Regions from separate parts of the Mus musculus genome. Here all the other regions are linked to region 3. Evidence: chromatin contacts called from public ChIA-PET and promoter capture Hi-C data. All regions are on one chromosome and are shown on one strand. Each heading gives the region's core, a stretch centred on a gene start, on an enhancer-like site or on the middle of the called end of the contact. The rest is flanking DNA. Distances are from core to core; before and after follow the strand shown. Region 1 holds the start of Rtl5 (retrotransposon Gag like 5). Region 2 holds the start of Foxo4 (forkhead box O4). Region 3 holds the start of Ogt (O-linked N-acetylglucosamine (GlcNAc) transferase (UDP-N-acetylglucosamine:polypeptide-N-acetylglucosaminyl transferase)). Region 4 overlaps Nhsl2 (NHS-like 2).

What was found. Promoter capture Hi-C pulls out the DNA fragments that hold promoters and counts their contacts. ChIA-PET counts read pairs in DNA pulled down with a chosen protein or histone mark.
Region 1: a contact with region 3 is called in a promoter capture Hi-C map of embryonic stem cells. The contact joins the promoter of Rtl5 here to the promoter of Ogt in region 3. A contact is called at or near these places in 7 of 39 promoter capture datasets (the 3T3-L1 cell line, the HPC-7 cell line, the SN4741 cell line and 3 more) and 1 of 115 datasets of contacts at active chromatin or transcription factors (bone marrow-derived dendritic cells).
Region 2: a contact with region 3 is called in an RNA polymerase II ChIA-PET map of memory CD8 T cells, with 99 read pairs. The contact joins the promoter of Foxo4 here to the promoter of Ogt in region 3. A contact is called at or near these places in 2 of 39 promoter capture datasets (erythroid cells and pre-B cells), 1 of 484 Hi-C or Micro-C datasets (CD4 T cells), 3 of 115 datasets of contacts at active chromatin or transcription factors (effector CD8 T cells, memory CD8 T cells and thymic regulatory T cells) and 3 of 9 other capture datasets (adipose tissue, liver and pancreatic islet).
Region 4: a contact with region 3 is called in a promoter capture Hi-C map of liver, with 2.0 times the contacts expected there. The contact joins the enhancer-like site here to the promoter of Ogt in region 3. A contact is called at or near these places in 1 of 39 promoter capture datasets (liver), 2 of 484 Hi-C or Micro-C datasets (embryonic stem cells and uterus), 2 of 115 datasets of contacts at active chromatin or transcription factors (embryonic forebrain and embryonic limb bud) and 1 of 9 other capture datasets (adipose tissue).

What each region holds. Positions count from the first base shown.
Region 1 is chrX:102,069,711-102,073,053 of GRCm38.p6, reverse strand. It overlaps Rtl5 (retrotransposon Gag like 5), which reads left to right and starts at 1,747. Exons shown (of 2, transcript NM_001278534.1): 1 at 1,747-3,343. The coding sequence starts at 2,192. It overlaps Nhsl2 (NHS-like 2), which reads right to left. Exons shown (of 8, transcript NM_001163610.1): 2 at 1,575-1,730.
Region 2 is chrX:101,253,181-101,256,149 of GRCm38.p6, reverse strand. It overlaps Foxo4 (forkhead box O4), which reads right to left and starts at 1,622. Exons shown (of 3, transcript NM_018789.2): 1 at 877-1,622. The coding sequence starts at 1,329.
Region 3 is chrX:101,638,511-101,641,805 of GRCm38.p6, reverse strand. Ogt (O-linked N-acetylglucosamine (GlcNAc) transferase (UDP-N-acetylglucosamine:polypeptide-N-acetylglucosaminyl transferase)) reads right to left here and starts at 1,755. Exons shown (of 22, transcript NM_139144.4): 1 at 1,484-1,755. The coding sequence starts at 1,520.
Region 4 is chrX:101,953,146-101,956,389 of GRCm38.p6, reverse strand. All of the region lies in intron 1 of Nhsl2 (NHS-like 2), which reads right to left. Among named protein-coding and RNA genes, the nearest start is that of Gm25828, 42 kb to the right of the region's middle. Within about 2 kb of position 1,974, at least 231 of the 459 cell types and tissues checked have an H3K27ac peak or open chromatin away from gene starts, as enhancers often do. A contact at or near this core is called in embryonic limb bud and liver, where this site is marked.

The DNA.
Region 1 (3,343 bases), core at 498-2,997, 430 kb before region 3:
TAAAGTTCCATTCTCTGAGGCTCTGCAGCTCTTCAGCTGTTCTCCAGCACTGCTCAGGAGCAATGTGCATGAAGCCGGAAGAGAACCACACTGAGAAGTCCAGTCTGGAACCCTGCCTTGGATTGCAAGAACTTATGTTTGCTTTGTTTTTCTTTGAGACAAAGTTTTACATGTAGCCCAGGCTGGCTTCAGAACTCAAGATCCTCCTGCCTCAGTCTCTTGAGTGCTGGAGTTACATACAGGCTTGTGCCGCCATACCTGGCCGCAAGAACTCACGATTGATGTTTTCTAGGTCTGGTTCCACTGTGGGTGGGGTCAGGTCTAGGGAGGCTAAAAGTCAGGAAACCGAAGGTGGTGGCATAGAAGACAGCCAAGTTCATGGACACATGATGACGGAAGTATGTGTAAGATGTGAACGGGCCTGACCAAAGCCATGGCTTAGATGACATGCAGAAAGTGAGAGGTCAGAATGGACATTCCAGGCTCTGTGTGCTCTGAATCTGGTGCTGAGGCTGCTCTCAGGGCTGATTCTCTGCAGCAATGTCTGCGCTCTCTGCTCCGATTCCCTCTTCAGAAGCCCTTCCAGGTGCTCTTAAGTCTCAGGGCAGATACCCAAAGAGCACTCTTCCCTTTGAACTGTGGCCCCTGGGCATGTTGGAAAAGTTTTTCTTTGTCTGGAGGTGGAGGTCTGCCTCTCTCTGAGTTTCTGCTTCCTGGTCCTAATTCTACCTTTGCTAAACTAGCACATTCACTCCCCTCCCCCTCTTGCATGGTAGCTCTTCCTTGTTGGACACAGGGCTCATGATTATCTCTTAGCATCTTGCTTCTCTAAGGTCACTACTGCCCTTTTCGGGGAGCTGGGGGTTTCCACTGTATCCCCCTTGGGAGGCCCATCAGATGTTTTCTGTTCTGCACTGGGATTAATATATGCTGGCACGGAGATATAAGAACTGACAAGATATTTTGTACATTTCGTATCCATTGGGCACCTCCTGGGGGAATTCAGCCCTGTGTCCAGTGTCTCTGAAAAACTCAAGTAGTAAGAGAAACTCAAAGGTACAAGAGATGGCTTTTTTTTTTTTTTTGTGGTGCTGGACATAGAAGCTTGGGCCTTGCACATGCTACCACTAAGCTACATCCTCAGCTTGGAGAGATATATGGAGGAGCTCATTGTGGTTGGGAGGTTATTACAAGAGCAGAGTGTGTGAAGTCCAGGTAAGGAGAAACCCCTTTGTTTTCTGGTGCCAGCATCCCAAGGCATGGGCTATATAACAGGAGGGCTGGAAGGAATGTGGGTCCCCATTGAGGGAGTCTCCCATTTCCTTCTCCGTGAATTGCTTGACCACTACCCTGTCTCAGCCTGTATCCTTTCTCCCTTTATGGACTACTGAACCAAAAAGGGAGGGAGGAAGGGAGCAACAGCACTGGAAACAGAATGTTAGCATCATCAGTCTGGAAGGTGAAAAGAGAGATGGTTTGGAACTGTTTTCTTTTCTTTTGCTGCTCCCCATTTCTTCTTTGCCTCCCTCCTGCTGCGCAGCTGCCTCTAAGGCAGCCCCCCACCCTCGCAGTACCTTGCAACAGGCTCTGGAGATTGAGCTGCGCCTCGCGAAGCAGTTCCTCTACACTCGGGGGCCTGCCCGAGGAGAGGAACACGTTCACTGGCTGTCGCCATGACGACCTCGAGTGGGCAGTCGCTGTCGCATTTTCCCGACCCGAGTTAGCTGCAGCTAGGGAAGGAGAGAGTGAGTGAGAGCGCAGCCGCGGGAGCCAGTGGGCTCCCTCGGTTCCCGAAGGCCCGCCCCTGCGGGGGGCGCGCGTAGCTGAGCTTAAAAGGCGAGAGGGATCGCTGTCTGCAAGATTTTTCCTCGACAGATCCTGCCGCAGTCCCTTCCCTCCTACTCTGCCTGCCTCTGTTGGCGTCACCTCTGCCAGCGTCTCGTCTGTCTCCTGCGCCTGCCGCCTCCAGGTCCCGAGCTGCTGCCTGCTCTCTCTCCGACCCCTGCCACGAGGTAACGCGTCCCGGACCGAGCCCCTGTGGGTGTGGCCCGGGCTCGCTTGCGCCGGGTCGCCCTGTCGCCGCACGTTGGTCTCCTCCCACGCCCACCTCCTCATTTCTGCCTCCTCCTGCACTCCCCATAACTCCCTACCCCCAAGTGCCCAGCACTCAAAGCCCCAGGAACTTGTCACAATGTCTGAAGCGGCGGGAAATCTCAATAGCCTCCGCTTGGCGAATGTGGCCCTGCGAGAGGAGTTAAATGCCCTTCGAGGAGAGAATGTCCAGCTGGGCCTGCAGCTCGGAAGAGCCTTGGCCGAGGTTAATTCCTTGCGGGGCAATGTCTCGAGCTACATCCGCTGGCCCATGCCCATAGTACCGGTCCTTGCCGAGGAGAACTTTGAGTTCCTGCTCAATGAGACTGATCCCACTCCTGAGGAGGAGGAAGAGGAGGAGGAGGAGGTGCCTTTCCTGTGCTGGCCTCCTCCACGCACAGATCCCGAGTACGTCTCAGATGATCTTTTGATTAATGTGGTCCAGGACTATACCAACCCCGACGGGTCCAGTGACCCTCCTCTGTCACCCAGCCCGTCCCAGCCGGAACTGCACTCCCCCATGTTAAAGGAGCCAACCTTTGAGTTCCTTTTGCCACCGCTGGAGCGGCCAGACATAGAACCCTTTTCAGGCGACCCAGTGTACCTGGCTGAATTTCTGATGCAGCTAGAGACTTTCATAGCAGATCACGAGGATCACTTCCCTGGGGGCGCGGAACGGGTGGCATTTCTCATCTCCTTTTTCACAGGGGAAGCGAGAGACTGGGCTATCTCAGTCACTCAGGAAGGAAGCTCCTTGCATGCCAACTTCCCGCGCTTCCTGGATGAAATCCGTAAGGAATTCTGTGGCCCCATCCCCTCACGCGTGGCTAAAAAGGCCATACGCAAGCTCAAGCAGGGAAACTGTACCCTGGGCAGCTATGCAGATGCTTTTCAGTTCTTGGCCCAGTTCTTGTCTTGGGATGACTGTCGCCTCCAAAACCAATTTCTCAAAGGCTTGTCAGAAATTTTTCGAAAGGAACTCTTATGGTCAACTGAAGTGGCCGACCTGGATGAGCTGATTCTTGAGTGTGTCAAGATAGAAAGGAAAGTGCGTGTCCCCAAGACAGCCTCGCTCACTGGAGTTCAAAATAGCTGCTGCCCCTTTGCACTAATTCCTAATGAGGATGAAAATGAAGGTGTGGAGTTCTACAGTGAAAATGAGGGTGAGGGTGAAGAGGCAGGCGGGTACAGGCTTTATCTGAAGGATCAGAGGCAGCACATGACAGCTTTCCCACAAGAGATGAGGGAGGAA
Region 2 (2,969 bases), core at 373-2,872, 390 kb after region 3:
TTCTGTCCGCTGTACTTGGTACACTAACACAAACCACCTACAGAGAGAGATACAAGGCATGGATACGGGCTGAACCCTCCTTAGTTTTGTGATTAGAGTCCGTATTTCTCTGGCGAAGTTTTCAGAGTTACCGTTTGAGATCTTCCCAGTTTCTTCAAGAAAGACCAAGGACCAACTTGGACTCGAAAGTCAAAGCTATATGATACCTCCTTTCTCCATGAGTAGTATTCCTGAACAAAGACTTTCCCCGTGAGTTTGGAGAGCGCCTTACAAGGAAGGATTTTCGTCAGGAGAAGGTAAACTGAGGCAGATAGCAGCTTGCGGGCCTCTTTCCTTAGTGCACAAGGTCGCTACCTTTCCCCATGGATACCAACCACTTTGCCCCCCTTCACCGCCCACTCCCTCTTGGGCAGAGCAATCGTAGAACAGTTCTGTTCACTGAGGTATTGGGAGGCGAGCAGGGAATCCGAGTAATCCCGCAGGAATGGGCCAAAAGGTGTTGGGTGGGAGGGGAGGGAGGAGGGAAGGCTAGGTGCCGGTGGAGAATCCACACAGTTCCTGCTGTACATAGGATAAAGACTTCTCTGTGGGAATAAATGTTTGGAGCAGCTCAAGCCAAAGTGCTGAGTAGCGAGTAGAGAATTCGATTTTCCTCAGAGCAGGGACAGTGTCTTATTCATCTCCGATCCTCCTGCTTCAAGCTGCTCAGAGTGTGGTATATACTATGTACTAAGTAAATGCCTGTCTAACTGAAGATTAAAGGTGGATCTTTGGGCTTTCCAAAGGGGTGGAAAGGCGGTAATGGGGGGCCCCGGAGTGAGAGTAACTAGAGGGGTCCAAGGGTGGATGGCGTGAAGGTAAGGGAGTCATACTTACCTTCCATCCTGCCGAGCTGTTGCTGTCACCCTTGTCCTTGAAGTAGGGCACCGTGCGGACCATCCATTCGTAGATCTGGGCGAGTGTCAGCCGCTTCTCCGGGGCGCTTTCAATGGCCTGGCTGATGAGTTCTGCATATGACTGATTTCCCCAGGCATTCCGGCGGGAGCCTCCCTTCCGAGGACCTGTTACAGCCCCCAGGATTCCCGGCTGGGGGCCCCCTGCCGGCTCTGGGAGCCGAGAGGGCAACAGGATCGGTTCGGAGTGTCCCTCCGTGGGTACCTTCTGTCCCAGACTGGGCTCCACCTCGGACGGTTCGTGTGGCTCCGTAGCGAGGTCTGGTCGAGGAAGGGGCCAGGTGCAGGATCGCGGACGGCTCTGGGGTTCGAAGTCGGGATCGAGGTCTAGGATCGCGGCAGCCCCTGTGGCTGACTTCTTATTCTCTGGATCCATACGTGGGGTCGAACCTCTGCAGCTCAGCGATCAGTGGAGCCTGCCACAGTCCCTCACCATGCCTCCCCCAAGGGGGGAAACACATTCTTTCCAGTTCTCAGAAAGTCACGAACTTCTCCCTCGTCTCCGGACTCTAGCTCCTAAACTGTCCCTTTCACTCCGTTCTCCGATCCCCTCCGGAGTCCGGGCTGCAGCCTCAGAGTAGCGCTCTGAGGCACCACCTGTAACCTCCGCCTAGCGAAGGCACTTTCTGCACCCTCTCACTCAGCTTCCTGCTCTTTTAAACCTGAGGCACCGTATCCCCTCATACATTGCGCTCCCATCACCGAACGTCTCCTCAGCGAAGTTCCCTCCCCCTTTCAAGTTGCTGCCCCCCGGACACTCCTCCCAAATTTCCTCCACCCGGATCGCTGCCCTCCCCCACGCCCCGCTCCCGGGCGTCACTTGTCCCTCCCCTGGCTCTCCCTCCCCTCGCCTCTTCCCTCCAGGTCACTCTTGAGAGGGTCAAGGTTCTTGCGGCCCCAGCCTCCCCAACTCCAGAACTGAATCCCCTATCGGACCCCCCCACCCCCCGCCCCCCGGGTTTCCCTTTTGTTTTGCTCCAAGCAGCAGCCCCCGCCAGACGTCTCTGTTTACCACTCGCTGGGGCAGCCATCTGCGCACGCGCCTCAGGAGCCACTTGGGAAACTGAGTTCTCGAATCGTGCCACCCTGGTCGTTCTCGAAGACTACATCTCCCGTCCTACCTTGCGATCAGGAGTCCGATATCGGCCGCAGGAGAGCGGCGCGTGGCAGGATGTGGGGAGGTGGAACTTTAATGATTAGAGGTCGTCCCGGACTCTTTTTCTTTTCTTAAAAATATTTTTCCTCATTCCTTCCCTTTTCACCCACTTCCTCGAGTTTCGGGGTCGCCCAAAAGATCGTTTTGAAAGACGCTAGATTTTCCCATCCTTCACTAAGAAAGCAAAGTGAAAATGTATTGCCCTTATAAGAAGCAGAAAGAGTATCAACAAGTAGGGATCTGATTAGAAAATAAGACACACTCACTTGGGGAGTTGAGAGGGAAGCTTGTGTAACAACAAACAGTGTTCATTGGTTATGGTGCACTCTCTCCATTTTCTATGTACATTTCACAGACAGTCTTGCTAGTTTCCTCTGTCAGCTATGCAGGCCTCTGAAATACTGATCTTCTCCTTGTTCTGATCTTCAATGGCTTCTCATTCAACATGTCTCCAACTGAACTTTTTTTTTTTTTAATCTCTTTCTGCACCTATACCTCCACCCTCTAGCTACCTTTAACCTCTGTTATTTTGTCTTTTTTCTGGAGCTGAGGACCGACTCCAGGGCCTTAGCCCTTGTTAGGCAAGTGCTATACCACTGAGCTAAATCCCCGATCCCTACTCTTAAGCTCTGAATTTGGTTAGAGGCTGTTCTGGGTCTACCTAACCTTCTCAGCCACACTGATGGTCACCTTTCCACTTCTGTAACTTGCTACTTCCAAATTCTAAATGGAGACATTATGACTGGGTTTAAGTTCTTCAACAGTGCACCGGCTTCTAATCCTTCTAATCCTTTCAAATAAAGCCATTTCCTAGTGGGCCTATGGGGGGCATTCTTATTCAAACCAGCATATCAAAATTA
Region 3 (3,295 bases), core at 506-3,005:
AGAAAATTACATGTTAGACAAGAACGTAGCACTTTCTAGCTCCTAAATTTAGCACATTACCTATCACTTTCCAAAGTCACATATCTGCTCTTTTAATACTGGAAATGACCATTTCTTCAAATAAAGTTAACAGTCAGAAAAGAGCAAGTTCTTACAAAAACCTACGACAGAATCTTACATTTTTGAAAATCATGATGGGGAAACAGAAAGGTGGAAATCTTGATCCCATTCCCATCTATTAAGGATGAGATACTATTTTAGAGTCATCTATTTATCTCACAATATTCAAAATCGTCAACTAAAACCTAGACACTGAGAAACAATAACCTCTCGGGAACCTTAGAGCTGCAGCCTGGTTCCCCATCCCCTCCCGCCCCAAACAGCCTCAATCTGGAAAGGCAGTTGAAGGACACTCCTACAATTTGGTTGTTTTCTTATTTTCTGTAGCAAAGGCTTGGAGATGCATCGTTGAAAAGAGGCAACCGCTTTGCACTTGTGCAGCTACACTCCAGTTGCTTTACAAACTCTTCAAGCAAGGATGGAAACTTAAAAAAGAAATAATAATGCACACCCTATGGATAAAGAGATACTGGGCTAAAGAATGGGGATGAAAACCCAGAGGCCATGGCGGAGGAATACATAGAGAAAGTAACACAAAGAAAGAGAATTAGGAGGGCGGGCAGGGTGGTCGCCGCCAAGCAACACACCGAGGTGGTTTCTTCCCTGAGGATAAGAAACGACTGTCGGGCTGGCACGTTCGCAGAGGAAGGGTGTGGTTGCAACAAGCAGGGAGGGCTGACCAGGGTAGGAAACTCCGTACTGGGGCAGCGGGTGCAATTGGGTGATGGCTAAGAGAACCCCTGGAAATTTCCAACCTAAATCGGGGCCGCTCAACCCAAGAACACAAGGCGCTGCCCCGGCGGGGTGCGGGCTCAAGTAGCTCTTCTTGGTGCTACTTGGAAGCACACCGAGGAGCCTTCGCTAGTCATGCCTGATGCAAAGTGAGGCTAGGATTACACCGAAATAGCATCCCCGCCCTAGCCTGGCAAAGGAGGACCAAATGTGGCTAAGGGAAAGGGGCTTTGGGGAGGAGGTGGAAGCGCACGGGAGGGAGCGACGGGCTGAAATTGAGGGAGAAAACAGTTGCGACGGGAGACAGAAATTGCAGAGATTCCAATGCAGCCCATTCCAAGACACACTAAGCGCGCACGTGTGCTATAGATTCGTCCCGAGAGAGAAGGCTACAACACTGATGGGATAAAGCAACAACGAAAAAGCCCCCAAAGCAAGCAAAATGCAAGCAAGCAACTAGAGAATGTTTACGAACGGACGGCAGCACCAAACCCGATCAGATAGCAGTAGAACTCGAGAGCTCAGTAATGCCACTGATGTAATGGGGATGGTCAGAGGGAAGTAATGAAAGATACAAGACGGCGCCAGACCCCAAAGGGACGTCTGCCAGAGTAGAATGGGACACTAGTACCTGTACTGTCGGCCACGTTGCCCACGGAAGACGCCATCTGGAGCTTCTTGAGATAGAACAAGGGGTAATTGACTTCTACTGCCGCCACTACTGACAAGAATGGTTCTAGAAGTAGCAGAAAAAAGGCAGCAGCCGTATCAGTGTTTTGAAGGGCTCAGGGGGCGGCACAGAATACTGAACTCGAATCTTAGGAACTCTTGGTAGACATCTACCTCTCACTGTCTTGAAATGGCGGCGAGGGCTCCTCGACCGAAACAACACAAGCCGGAACTACTTTCTGTTATAATCAAGTACCCCGCGGAGGTAGCGCGTAACAAGACTACCGACCAAGTGACTGTAATCAAAGTCATTTGCTCTTACGTAACCTTCCGCCCAAGGTCCATTGCGACAAACATGACTGTAGAGAGCGCATGCGACAACCCTGTCTAGGCAACTCCGGGTTAAGGGCTCCCTATGGGGCAAGAGCCAGCAAGTTTTTAAGAGCAAGGCGGAAGGGCAAAAAACGCCCGTCGATTACTTTTTTTTTTTTTTTTTTTTTTTTTTTTTTTGGCAAGCGCTAAAGTACGAGTCTACTACCTGGTCAGTGATGTCGATGTTAGAATGTCAGAGCGTCTAGAAAAGTTTAATTAACTCCATTCAACAGAAAAGGGTAGTTTACACGACCAACGTGTTAGTTCTAAGCAAGTAAACGCGAATATTTGCGTTTCAGAGACGGGGCTGTTCAAAACAATGGGGGAGCCGGTTCGATTTGAATGCTTTTTGATTCAGACTCCACCCATGAATTTAAGTACTTTGATGAGAAAAACGGACAGTCTCCCTGAGCTGAGTGAACCCAAATGTGTTCGATTTGAACCATATAACCCTAAAATTCAAAATCGTTTGTGAGATTCGGGATGGTAACAGGGTAAATGCTAGGAGTTTGCATGTCAAAAGCAACCACAGAAATGTTAAAGAGGATGCCTTTTTCCTCAAAATTCCTGATCCTGAATTGTGACCTTGTTTCGTCAGAATCATTAAGGACTGCAAATGCCTTGGAGCTTAAGGCAATTCAACAAAGCAAACTGTGTTCCTTTGCCTTCTTCCTAAACCACACAACTACAATGAATTTCCAATTGCCTTCCTTTGACAAAACAGCTCTTTGGATCCTCTTACGGTTTCAAGCCCAGTGTTTGGACATTTTTGTCACATTGTTATTAATTTATATTTCCTGCCTTGTTCCTTGACAGTTTTAAGACACGTCACTAAGTGATTATTACAAGCCACTGGGGACTACAGTTAGCTCTCTTAGAGTCTTTCCGTTTCAAAACTCTTTGATCTAGGAAAAATTAGTGAGCTTGTGTAAAAATGTTTGCTGTCTAGCTCCTTGGTGAAATAAAAAACAAATCCTCAAAGGCTGTTTCAGTTTCTTGAGATTGCCAAACAACCTATGAACTTTGGATTATGAGTGCAGAAAAAGTTGATAATATTGTTCATTTCTTCTGCCCCACAGAACCACAACATGTAGTAAAAAAGAAAGCTTGCCATTCAAACTCTCCTGGATATTGATTGGCCTTATCTTTTCATTTGATACACCTGGCAAGCCCCAAACCCACCAAGTGATCCACCTTTGTTGAAAGAACTCAGCTTTTCCTCATTAAGAAAGGCAACTCAGATTCTACTAGCAGATGTTTAGGCCTTCTTGATTAGTGCGTGATAGTTAATTAAGTAAAAAGTCGTTAAATGTCAGGTCATGCTCCCAGTCGGACAGCTATTTGACTCATAGAAAACTGATCTGGGGTTCCCTCATCTGAAAGGAGTCTCACGCTGCTATGA
Region 4 (3,244 bases), core at 725-3,224, 310 kb before region 3:
CTCTGACCCCTTGTCTGACTCTAGACTATTCACCTAAGCTCCTTCGATATGAAGACGTGTTACACTGAAAGCAGGGACTGTGTGTGTGTGTGTGTGTGTGTGTCTTTGAAAGGCAAGGACTAAAGACAGAAAAGAGTTCCCATACTTATATTGAAGCGTTAAAGAAGCTGAGAAAATCAGCTTCCCAAAAAGTTACCCAGGGTTATGGACTTGCTTTAGGGATTCTCCCTTGGACAAGTGGGGCAATAGGTCCCTTCTCCACCTTTCCCTCCCAGCAAGGAGTTCAGCACTTCTTTCCTGTGGCCCTCTGAAATAGACTTAGGGAGGCATCCATACCATGGTGTGGAAACAGCACTGGCTCAGAGAAAGCTCTCTGAACTTTCCCAAGGACTTACACTGAGGAGCCTCAGCTGCTTAAAGAATCAAGTTTGGGATTCTCAGCCAAAACGTCTTGCCATCAGAGTTATTGATAGAGGGCAAGAGACCACTGTCCAAGCTCATGTTTTTCTTAGGAACATAAGATTCAGTCTGTACCAGTTCTAACTGGATGAGTGCCAGTGTGTGTGAATTGTAATGGAAGCATTCCAAACGCCAAGCACTACTTTGGACGGTGAAACTATGGCTGGATTTTTATTTTATTCTTAGTACAAAAGTGTTGACTTGTTTTCCTACAGCAAAATTGTGCTAGTATAAAGATCTGTAAACAACAAAGCCTTTATTTTGAAATACAATTAATACAAAAAATAAACCTCATGACAAAACACAAGTACAGACTTTCATGTCATAGATAATTTATTCTAGGGGAGTTTGAGGGAAGACAGAGTGAGGGGGTGGGGGGGGAGAGGAGCACGGAAAATAGGCAAGTTTGTAATCTGAAGCCGAGCTAAGTCAGAGGTCAGAAGCTCTGGCCAGGCCCTAACCTATACACTTGGGCTCATTTCTGGAAGCACATTTAGATTCAGAGCCAGGTCTCTGCTTTTCTCCTTGAATGAGGGAAGGGAGGCACAGGGAGGTGAGGATGGAGACCTCTATTTTGCCAAGGCTCTTTTCTCTCTGTCTTAATCTCCATCTGGCTAACATCTTCATCCTGGACTCTTCTGGGTCCCATGTACTCTCCTGAACGTCTCTAGCATTCCCTGGACAAATGAGTGTCTATTGTGTGTCAGTAACTGTTGTGTGCTCCCAGAATGCATCAGCGACCAAAACAACTCAGTTCCAAGGTGCAGCATGAAGCTCTTGCATGTATTTACTTAGGTGTCCCGGGTCAAGCATAAGCTGTTTTCTGCTAAGGATCATTGTTTTAACATTTGGTTCTCTTCCTTCTCTGCACTGTGACTGGCTTTCAAACATTGTGAAGATGTTCACAGTGAATGAATGAATGAATGATGGTGCTTAAGTTTGGGTTTGGGGATGTTGCTCAGTTGAATAGCACTTATCTATTATGCACAAGGCTCTGGGTTCTACCCTGAGCAAAAGCTCAAGGACACACACACAGAGCAATTTCAAGACAAAAAAAAACACGACGACAGTGGGACGTTGGTCACCGATAAGTAGAGCACGTTCTCTTGCCCTGCATTACTGTCAGCTCAAATCTTAGGCCACTTTCCTCAAGTGGCAATCATCAGAGGAAAGAAGGTTGCAGGCTAAGTCCCTTGGGCAGATCCATTTTGAAAAGAGGTAACCCGCTCTATCAGGGACCCTCTCTAAGGAATGGATAATGCTGCTAACTTTAGACAGCTTAGGCTAAGCAAGAAAGGCATTCTCCTTCGGTGGGTAGGGGGATCCACTGCCCCATCACTCTGTGCAGGGATGAATCATTCTGAAGTACACTTCCTTTCTCTTAAAAACAGCAAGGCTGCCCTGGCATTCATTCCCCCATTCGCCCCGCCTCTGGGCTGCTGTTCATCCCTCCCAGCCAGAGGCAGCTCCAGCCTTTTTTGTTTGGCTTGCCAGCAGCTGCACAGCAGCGCCCTCTGCCGCCCGGCATCAGGCTTTCATGCCGCCCGTCCGCCCCAGGAGCGGGGAGGAGCAGGGAGCTAGGCGGGGGCTGTGCTGCGCCAAGCAGCCTCCAGTTCCGGAGGTGCGCGGGGACCATGACTCACCGCCCGCCGCTCTTGCCGCCTCCGCACGCGCCTGGTGACGCGCGGAGCTGCACAGAGCTGCTCTGCTCACGCAAACCAGCCGGGGCACACTTGGCCTGCTCTGCCCTCCTGGGCCCCAGTCCTGTATGAACCCCAGCATTATTCACCCCCCCCCCCACACACACACCAGAACCTCGCGTCGATTCATTACAACTTCTGATGGGGATAGAGACTGAGGACCAGGGGAAGATGGGGGCGAAGGCAGGGAACAAACCGCTAAAGAATAGGGGAGGGGCTATATGACTCAGTTATGTGTGACTCCAAAGTTCAGGTGAGATGGGCTTTCCACAGCATCAAATTGCACCCCTCCTCCACTCACACACACCAGACACACTCAGGAAGGGTCAGTTAAACGATGATGTCATAAAGGACTTTGAAATTCAAGCATTATAGCAAACATTTACCATTTCAAAATTAAAAGCTGTAAAATAGCTCCTAATGAGAAAGGCAGACAGGTGTGGGGCTTGAGTGTGTGAAATGCTTTGAGTTAAGGAGCGGGACACAGAGCTGGGCATAGTGACACATGCACTTGGGAGGCAGAGGCAGGCAGATCTCCTTGAGTTTGAGACCAACCTGGTCTACAAAGTGAGTTATAGGACAGCCAGAGCAACATAGTTAAGAATAATAGTGAGACTGTTTCTAAAGCAAAGCAAAACAAGACCTAAGCATGGGAATAGGAGCAGGAGCTGTGAGTTAGGAATGTGCACCAGAAATTGGAACAGATGGGAGAGAGAGAGGCAACTAAGATGACCCTGGAACCTTGGCAGGATGTGCAGTTGAATCAAGTGCATGACATGGACATGGCTCTGGGGTTAAGAAGGATTTACTAGTAGATCAAAAAGTTATGCAGTTAAAGTCCACATCGCCTTTGCACCCGCCTCTGGTGTTTGCCACTGCCTGTTTTATTTTCTTTATTAGTAATATATTGCTTGTTTCCTTAGACTGTAAGAAACACAGATCACAGCCTGCAGCTAAGGTCCCACCTCTGCTTTGGAGACAATAAACATGCAGAAGAGAATCCAGATTTGTGAGGGCACGGCCTATCCTCTGGGCTGAATGGAACATAGGTAGGCACAGCACTGCTTGCCCAGACAGCATTTGTG